3 separate regions of the Mus musculus genome follow, and all the other regions are linked to region 2. Evidence: chromatin contacts called from public HiChIP or PLAC-seq and Micro-C data. All regions are on one chromosome and are shown on one strand. Each heading gives the region's core, a stretch centred on a gene start, on an enhancer-like site or on the middle of the called end of the contact. The rest is flanking DNA. Distances are from core to core; before and after follow the strand shown.

Evidence for each region. HiChIP or PLAC-seq counts read pairs in DNA pulled down with a chosen protein or histone mark. Hi-C and Micro-C count contacts between places; a contact is called where the count stands out from the background.
Region 1: a CTCF HiChIP or PLAC-seq map of the NIH/3T3 cell line shows a contact between it and region 2, with 12 read pairs. The contact joins the enhancer-like site here to the promoter of Xrcc5 in region 2. A contact is called at or near these places in 6 of 39 promoter capture datasets (the C10 cell line, the HPC-7 cell line, cranial neural crest and 3 more), 1 of 15 datasets of contacts at CTCF or cohesin (the NIH/3T3 cell line), 4 of 484 Hi-C or Micro-C datasets (the C2C12 cell line, cumulus cells, nephron progenitors and 1 more), 11 of 115 datasets of contacts at active chromatin or transcription factors (the NIH/3T3 cell line, the SCID.adh cell line, bone marrow-derived macrophages and 8 more) and 3 of 9 other capture datasets (embryonic stem cells, liver and pancreatic islet).
Region 3: a Micro-C map of trophoblast stem cells shows a contact between it and region 2, with 1.9 times the contacts expected there. The contact joins the enhancer-like site here to the promoter of Xrcc5 in region 2. A contact is called at or near these places in 1 of 39 promoter capture datasets (the C10 cell line) and 5 of 484 Hi-C or Micro-C datasets (the HL-1 cell line, the N1E-115 cell line, embryonic stem cells and 2 more).

Annotation. Positions count from the first base shown.
Region 1 is chr1:72,549,098-72,552,076 of GRCm38.p6, forward strand. It overlaps a transcript of Smarcal1 not described here. Among named protein-coding and RNA genes, the nearest start is that of Marchf4, 13 kb to the left of the region's middle. Within about 2 kb of position 1,419, at least 10 of the 459 cell types and tissues checked have an H3K27ac peak or open chromatin away from gene starts, as enhancers often do. A contact at or near this core is called in the NIH/3T3 cell line and pancreatic cancer cells, where this site is marked.
Region 2 is chr1:72,305,979-72,308,743 of GRCm38.p6, forward strand. Xrcc5 (X-ray repair complementing defective repair in Chinese hamster cells 5) reads left to right here and starts at 1,443. Exons shown (of 21, transcript NM_009533.2): 1 at 1,443-1,589. The coding sequence starts at 1,569.
Region 3 is chr1:72,488,793-72,491,634 of GRCm38.p6, forward strand. The region is part of intron 1 of Marchf4 (membrane associated ring-CH-type finger 4); the gene reads right to left. Among named protein-coding and RNA genes, the nearest start is that of Marchf4, 47 kb to the right of the region's middle. Within about 2 kb of position 1,584, at least 36 of the 459 cell types and tissues checked have an H3K27ac peak or open chromatin away from gene starts, as enhancers often do. A contact at or near this core is called in the N1E-115 cell line, embryonic stem cells and trophoblast stem cells, where this site is marked.

The DNA of each region.
Region 1 (2,979 bases), core at 169-2,668, 240 kb after region 2:
TCTAGCCAACAACCGGTGAACAGCCAAGTTGACCGTGGACTGAATCCTGCCAGCCACCCTGTAAGTGAACTTGGAAATGGATCATTTCCCTACTGTGCTTTGATATGATGTCAGAATTGCCCCACATCTTTACAAACATTCATGAGGAGTGTGGGTCAAAGGAGGCATTTGAGCTAAGCCTCTCTAAGCTGTAGAAACCTTTAGACAAACAGAGCTGATCAAGCTGTCTAAACTGTCACTGCTCACCTCCAACACATGCAGAGGTCATCCCCCCACCCCACTCCATCTCTCTCCATCAGACTCCATTTTTAAACAGCACCTTGGAAGGAGAGAGAATGTTAAGGAGAAGCTCCCACTGACTCTGACAATAGAGAACAAGTCCCAGATGGCTAAGATCCCACGAGCAGGGGGTAGCAGTGCTGTTTTCTCCATGTCCCCTTTTGGACTTGAGATTTCAAGGGCAGAGTTTGTGGTTGTTCTTATTTTTTGATGCTATGCGCATAGTTGGTGGTGCATAGTTGGTCCTCAATAAATATTTGTTTAATGGTTTGTGCCCTTCATCACCACACTCATCATCACTGTAAGCATAGTTCTCTTTTGTGCATGCATCATAAGAATCCCCAGCTACACTGAGGCCTCATCTCAACCAATATTCTTTTTTTTAACCTTTTTTTAATAGGATATTTTGCTTATTTATCAACCAATATTCTTAACCTCCTCCTTCAGGTTTTGCCGCCAAACCACAGACAAAGACTAATTTGAAATGGAATTTAATTTCTGGTCCTTTTCCTGCTCTTCATTCATTTCATCCTATCCCATCTTTCTGAATGAATTTCCAGTGAACAGAAAAGTGTCCCTAAATGAGAGTAAAATATCGAGTTTGGGAATAATTTATTATGTAACAAGTGATAACTTATAGATAAAGACATTTGGTATTAGTCGACGTGCCCAGGTTTTAGACCTTGACCTTGGACAATGCTCAGACAGGTGGTCTGTCTCTAATCTTTCCAAACCCTGACTCTCAGCAGCAAGCACAGAGCTAAGCTCTCACCTTTCAACTCTCAGCCTCTGTGATGAGAGCTAGCTTGTCTCCTGTGTGACTTCACATTATCTCCAGACACAAGTACAAAGTAATTTTCAAATCATTATCAGCAAGAAGCAACGTAGTGAAATAATAAAAAAAAAAGTGTTCAATAGAGATTTGCTTGTTTACAAGATTAAGTCTACACTATTCCCAGAGACAGCAATATAATAGAGAGGAAGACATCTATGACCTCATATAGTTTATAGCTTAGTGAGAAAAAGAGACAAGTGAGCAAAATGAGTAGAATAAGCTAATTTCCTCTAGTAGTAAGTGCTATAAAGAACATAAACAGAGACATGTGATAGGGGATGACTCAGTGGTATGTGACTCAGTGGTATGTGTGTTGATGGGGAAAATCGAAACCATCTCCAAGTGTAAATGCAAGCATGGAGAAGAGACCAGTAAAGAGAATCTGAGGCCGAGAGCAGGCAGCAAGCAAAGACAGCCATGTTGGCACATCATGAGCAATAGCAAGTTGGCTGGTTGGAGGCCAGGTGATTTGGAAGGGAGAAAGGATGAATTGCAAGCACAGTGCAAGAGCCCTGTGTAATGTCATTTGGTAATGGGGAGTGAGTTTAATTCCATAGGAGCATGGAAGCCATCGAGGATTAAAACCAATGGATGGTGAGAGGATGTGGTACCCATCTAAGAGATCACTCGGGTTGCTGACCAAGCTATGAGCTAGAAGTGGGCAGAATGGAAACATGGATACTATGTATCAGAATGACCCTAGTGATTGGCTAAACCAGGCCTTCCATTTCTCAATCTGCAAAATAGTTATTTGGGAACAGAAAAGAAATGTGGCCCTTTCTGGCTTCATCATTCCACGGTCCTCGTGTGGACCTGCATCTGAGCCAAGTTCTTCCCTGTGAATGGAAAATAAGTCTCTAGTTTCTGACTCACCACATGGCATGGTCATCTGATGATCAGCTTAGCATTGTTTTTACCTTCCTCTCTAAGGCTCCTCCCTGGTGCCTGGAACCACCTAGATGGCCTCTTCTCCTTGCTCTCTCCACGGCTTTGAACTGTCTTTCGGGGTTTCTAGTTTGGTGATGGTTCTGGGGAGATGACACAGGCCAACCTGCTTCATCTCAGCACTAGTCCTGTAGCTCACCTCCTGTGCCCACAAATGGTTTCAGCCCTTCTGAGCTCCTTCTGGGAAGGCAAATGGTATCATGAAATATTCAGGGAGCCTTCAGTGGACATGCCAAAAGGAACCTGCTTCCCAACTGTACTGAGGGAATGGCCGCCTGCTCAGTCAGACTGGTAGGAGAAAGTTAGTTGGTGTTTCCCAAGGCTCTTTTCCTGACTGGTCCACTCCACACACTGTCTCAGAACACAGGGACTTTTGCTCTGCATGGGGAAAACCAGACCATAGCCCACTAGCATCCTACAAACTTGTTTGAGTCACATGTTACGACTATGCATGGGATTACAGGTGTCTGAGAGGTATATATACTTCAGCATTCATAGCCTTCAATCAGAATATAATCTGATTTTACGTCAGGCCTCCCAGCTCACAGGTGAACAGCGATACGCACCCACATGCTTTAAACTTTAGCCATGTACATATAACCCATTTTAACAGAGGGACCACTTAATGCAGTGTTGCTTTAAAAAGAGCTTTTTAAAATGGCTATCCAATGTGCACATGTAGATCGATAGCCAGACAGATAGAAGTATTGATTTTTTAAAGATACAGAACAATAATAAAACCTTGAATTTATATACCTTCCCCTCTTGGGGGGACTCACAATGTATGTCTCTTTTCCCTATGTAGAAAGTACCCACCTGTGCAAGAGATTGGAAATAGTTAACATTAAAAAACACTAGTAGTGGTCTATCACATGCTAATTTAGGCACTTGACAGATTTTGATCATCTAACTTATAAACC
Region 2 (2,765 bases), core at 193-2,692:
ACACCACTGTGTTTATTTTAAAATTTTTATTTGTTTATTTTCTGTGTATGAGTGTTTTGCCCGTATGTAGGTTTGTGTATCACATGGGTGCCTGGTGTCCTCAGAACCCAGAAGAGGGTATGGGATCCTCTGGAACAGGAGTTACTGATGGCCGTGAGCTGTAATATGTGAACTGAACCCCAGTCCTGTTCAAGAGCAGCGAATGTATTTAACTGTTGAGCCATCTCTCGAACCCTATCAGCTTCGATTTTTAAACCTTCATTCCCTGAAGGCTTCTTCAAAAATTCTCCAAATCATATCAATTTTAGTGCCTGTTTTCTTGGGACCATTTTCAACAAAAGAGAATCTGATTGAACGTTTCCCACATTGAACAGAGGTTTGCAGACATTTTCCAGGTCTCTGGACCTTTTGTCCAACCACCTGCAGCTTGTGAGTCATTTTTGTATAGAAAACAGGCAGTTTCTGTGCAAGGGTTATCAGAAGGGAAGAACTGCAGGGCAATTTCCTTGCAAATGAGTGGTGAACACTCACGGGAATTGACAGCCTCCATCTCTAGAAAAGGGCATCTTTCCCAGCCACAGACACGCCAGGGTAGTAGGAAATTCTTCCCAGAGGCTAAGGTGTTTTAACCACTTTGTCTGTAGAGTTGAATGCCTTTCCTACTTTTTCTTCCTTTTTAAAGATTTATTTATTTATTTAATATATGTGAGTACACTGTAGCTGTCTTCAGACACACCAGAAGAGGGCATCAGATCCCATTACAGATGGTTGTGAGCCATCTTTTTCTTTTAACTCGGTGAACTCTCACTCTTCTCTTTGGACGTTGATCTAAGGTCATCGTGTTCATGGTTTTTTTTTTTTTAGTATCATATTTAGAAGGCCTTTAGAGGAGTTAAGTGACTTCGTGGATTCATCTTACACAGGGGACTTTTAACTCCAGAGTGCCAATACAAATTGCTAGCGAAAGGGATTATTATCAATTGAGTAATAGCAATTATTATTTTTTTTTTAGTTTTAAAAATCATGTATGCACGCGGCTGCATGTGGGTATGTGCATTGAGTGGAGGCCAGAAGAGGGCGTCAGATCCGCGGAAGGCTGATGTAGGTGCTGGGCTTTGAAATACCCTTGCGAAAACAGTACACATTCCTAACCTGGGACCCTTTCCCTTTAACCCCCTATTTACTTTTTTACTATTAAACTTGTTATTTTAAATTTATTTATTTACTTATTGTGATGTGTGGGACACGTGGAGATCAGAGGGCAACTTGTGGAATTGGTTCTTTTTCTCCACAATATGGGTGCCTGGAGCTTGAATGGGCTCGTCAGGCTTGATGACAAATGTCTTAGACGGCAGAGCCATTTCTCCAGCCCAGTACTGACTGGCTTTTAGCGGCTCAGAGAACAAAGCCTTGCCTAAGGAGGCAGGGAGAGAATTCTGCGCATGCTCAGAGCCCATGGCTTCCCCGCCTTGCACGCGGGACGTCTGGATCTGTGGGTTGCCCGGAACTGAGTTGCGACACTCTAGGTTTCCGCCCGGAAAAAGTAATCAAATCACCTGAGGACCAGCATGGCGTGGTCCGGTAATAAGGTACCGAGAGCAGGGCCTTTTGCCTTTCCTAAGCCGGGGATCTCTAGAGGGTGGAAGCTGTGGGAATCGCAGCTGAGTCAGCACTGAAGGATGGATGCTCAAAACGAAAGACTTGGGGTTCGGAGTTCTGCATTTGAGTCTTGTGCACCTTCACGCTTCCGAAATCCTCCCTCCTGCTTCTCCAGCCTCTCACCCTTCCCTCCTCCCTCGTTGCTTCAGTTTACTTTCTATCCACGCCACCTGCTAACACAGACGTCCTTTATTGCTTCCGAACCTGGGTTCTAAAAATCTTTGTAAGTTATCGAGGATAGATCCCCTACATGCCAGGCTCGTAAAACTTCAGAGGGGTTTTGTGATTCTGTGAATGAAATAACTCAAGGTGTAATATTACGTAATATTATGACCTTCATAATAATTTAAAAATCTCGAATTTATTGAAAGCTTACTGTGTGAGGCACAACTAAGCCCTTTATTCCTATTTAATTAAATCTTCACACCAAACCGTGAGACGACCATTATTACCCTTAGCTTGTCAGTAGGAGAACCAAGCAAGACATGAAGAACTGAAGTGATTAGAACGTGGTCACCCTTTCCATGAGTGGTAACATGTGAATGGGAATTCATTCGGAGCTCTGAAAGAAAAGCAAAACAGAATGCTCAATTTCTAAGAATCTATGATCTTAGAATCCTAGATTAATAATGGAAATTACTGTAAACTTTAGAGAGGTTGTTTTTGATCACTAGAGAGAGATGCAATGGCAAGGATCCATTCATTCGTTTAATACAAACAAGATAGGGGTTCAATAACGGAGCTCTGTTTTCCTCCACCCCCATTTGGGAATTTGATGAAATTATGAACCCATAATGATGTTGCTCGCTTCCTTTGTTCCTCTGCCTTCAGTTGCTGAGAACTTTGTAGCTCCCGTGAAGGACTTACTGTGGCAGATGTACTTGATAAAATTCTAGCAGGTTGTATTGCTTCAGTGTGGTAATGAAGAGCTGCAGTACCCTCCCAGTTTGTCTTCCCTGGTTTTCTTACTGCTTCCAAAGACTTTAAATTATCATAAACCATTCTTCCAGACCAGAATTTACACTGTCAAACTCTTTGATGCCTTACTCTGAATCTCTAATTCTTGACAAAAGACTCCCAGTCTTTTAGTGTTTGCTACTTTAAAA
Region 3 (2,842 bases), core at 334-2,833, 180 kb after region 2:
ATGAACACCTGGTTCACACACTGTGCTTGGACATACATGCAGGCAAAGCACCCATATATAGAAAATAGGGAGGGAGGGAGGGAGGGAGGGAGGGAGGGAGGGAGGGAGGGAGGGAGGGAGGAAGACCCACTCAGACCATTGGGAGTTACCATTTTCACTCCTGGGAATGGTAAAGATTTAAAGACAATCCTCAGTCTCAAGGCAGGTGGAGTCAAGAGATCCTCCCATGCTGGTGGGGCGAGCACCAGCACGTACTCGTATCCTTCAACTCGGTAAGTCCATGTTTAGGGAATATATCATAAGAAAGTTCCCTCAGTTCCCTCGGAATATTCAACTGTGAGGACATTTGCTCTAGAATATTCCACCATGCCTAAAACTCAGAGCCAGCGCTTCTCAGCCTTTTGGCTGAGACCAAGTACTTTATATGCTATCCACTGAATAGCTGATGCACACTGTATCTGAAGACAACATACTGGCTGGATTGGTAGGAACACCAAAATAGCCTAGGAGCCTGCTGTGGTCACTGTCTATGTTAACCTGGCATTGCAGTACCTGCAGGAATGGTGTGTCCTGCGGGGGAACTTACAACAACCAGAAGTCCTTTTCCCAGAATGGATCACAGGGGAATCACTAAGAATGACTTTGTTCAACTTACATTTAGTCGACGTGCTCAGGATGCAGGATGTTAAGTTTTTTTTTTTTTAAAAGTATCTTACAAAATAGCATTTATGATAGTGTTCAATTTTGTTTTAAAATATTGTGTATACGGGGCTGGAGAGATGGACCAGCAGTTAAGACCACTGGCTGCTCTTGCAGAGGACCTGGGTTTGTTTGTGGAGCAGGTCACAAGCATCTCTAACTCCAGTTCCAGGGAATCTCATGCCCTCTTCTGACTTCTGTGGGCACCAGGCATCTGCGCACACACGGTGCTTATCTACCTGCAGCCAAAACGTTCATGTATATTTTTAAAAAATCTTTAAAAAGAGATTGTATGCCCTCAAAACATTGTTTTGCTTCTTGCTTGCTTTTTGACACTTTGTCCTGCAGGCTGGCCTCGAACCTGAGACCTCCCTGGGTCTCTCCACTCCTGCAATTTTGGATTCAAGTCACCACTCTGGTCAGCTGTCCTCAAAATATTAAGAGTGTTTATCTGGTTGATAAGATTAAATGTACTTTCAGTTTTCTTCTTTATAGTCTATATATGTTGTGTGGCCTTTTCTGGAATAAGCTTTTCTTTTTTAATACTAAGAAAATAAGTTAAAGTCGTTTTCATAAGGAGATGGATAAAATGTGAGTCAGGGCAGCCAGTACTCTGGGGCAGGAAGGACTGGAAGGTAATCCTCTTTGGTATCCTCCCCATGGGCCCTGTTTGATCAGCCTGGCCACATGAGCCCTTGGGAGCAGGCTAATCCTCAGAGGAGGGGATATGCTTCTCCTATACCTCTCTGTCCCCGGTTTAGACTCAGTTGCCAAACACCTAAGCTTTGGGCTCAGTGTGTTCTCTTTCCCTAGAGAAACAAAGCCCTCTGCACGCTCTGCTTCACTGAGTGGCTGGGGGCCAAGTCACCACAGCCTCAGATGCAGGTGTCTGGGGTGACAAAGAGCGACATCTCGCCTCCAGAATAAGGGCAGCTCTTCCGCCTTCAAGGCTGCGAAATGTCAGGCGTGATTAGAAAGGTCACTTGTCCTGACAGCTCTCCGTGCTTCCTGGAGAGCAGCCTTCCTACTGTGATCATTCTTAATTGTGCTTCCTGTGGTGGGTGCTAGCCTGCCCAATTTCTTATAATGACAGAAGCCCCACCTTCCACCCATCCTACACCCAGGGAGGGGGCAAGGGAAGGGAGAGAGGGGGGAGGGGGAGGAGGAGGGAGAAGGAGAGGAAAAGGGAACGAGAACACAAGATCACAAAACTTGGGGGGGGGGGGGGAGAAGAACAAGAGAATTCTCAGCCGAGAGTGCCAGCTGGCTTTCTAGGAACAGTGTTTGTGGTTATAAAAGGAAACATCTTTGAAGGGAAGGTGGCCACTCTCCTGGGCCAAGAGTCTTAGTTGGGGAGGAAAAGAGAATAAGGGAGGAGACATGCCTCCAAATCAATACACAAAGCTAAGGATGGTGCTTGAGGCAGAAATTCTCCAAGGCTCAGCATGCCTTGCCCCACCCCAGGAACTCCCATGCTGCAGATCTGGGACATTGCACAAAAAGTGCATTTACATGAAAAGCGCAGTGTGGCCTGAAGGCAAGTGGTCTGGGTGCCCTGCTCTCAGAAACCCACCCTAAAGGCTGAGAATGGGCGTGTTTAAGAACCCAATTCCTGGACATATCAGAGGAACCTAAGTAGAGGGTCAGAGATGGGTTGCCTGGAGGGACAGAGAAGGGACAGAGAACTTCTGAAGCACGGGGCAGCTAGGAAGGGCTTCCGGGTCCAAGCAGTACAAGCCTGCTGTGGGTGTCTCCCTGTAGCCCTCAGCTTTCTCATTGCTGTGCTGAAATATCTGAGGAGCAGGTCGTTTGTAAAGAAGAGAGATTCGTTTGGGTTCAGAATTCTGGAGGCGAAAGTTGGAGGAGCCATATTTGCTGATGGCCTCCTTTCTGGCAGAGTCCCAAGGTGACACAGGGAATCTTGAAGTGACAGGAAGCCCCCCTTACCCCTGATTTAAAGTCACTAGGATTCAATCTCAGGCGTTCTGTCCAATTTGCCTAATCCAAACTGAATGCATTTCCCAAGGCTCCCGTCTCTACACATCAGATTAAGCCTCACAACAAAGATCAAACTCCAGCATGAGTAGGATAAACCGCACTTAAGATGAATCACATTCTCCATTCTTTAAGCCACAGTCTCCAA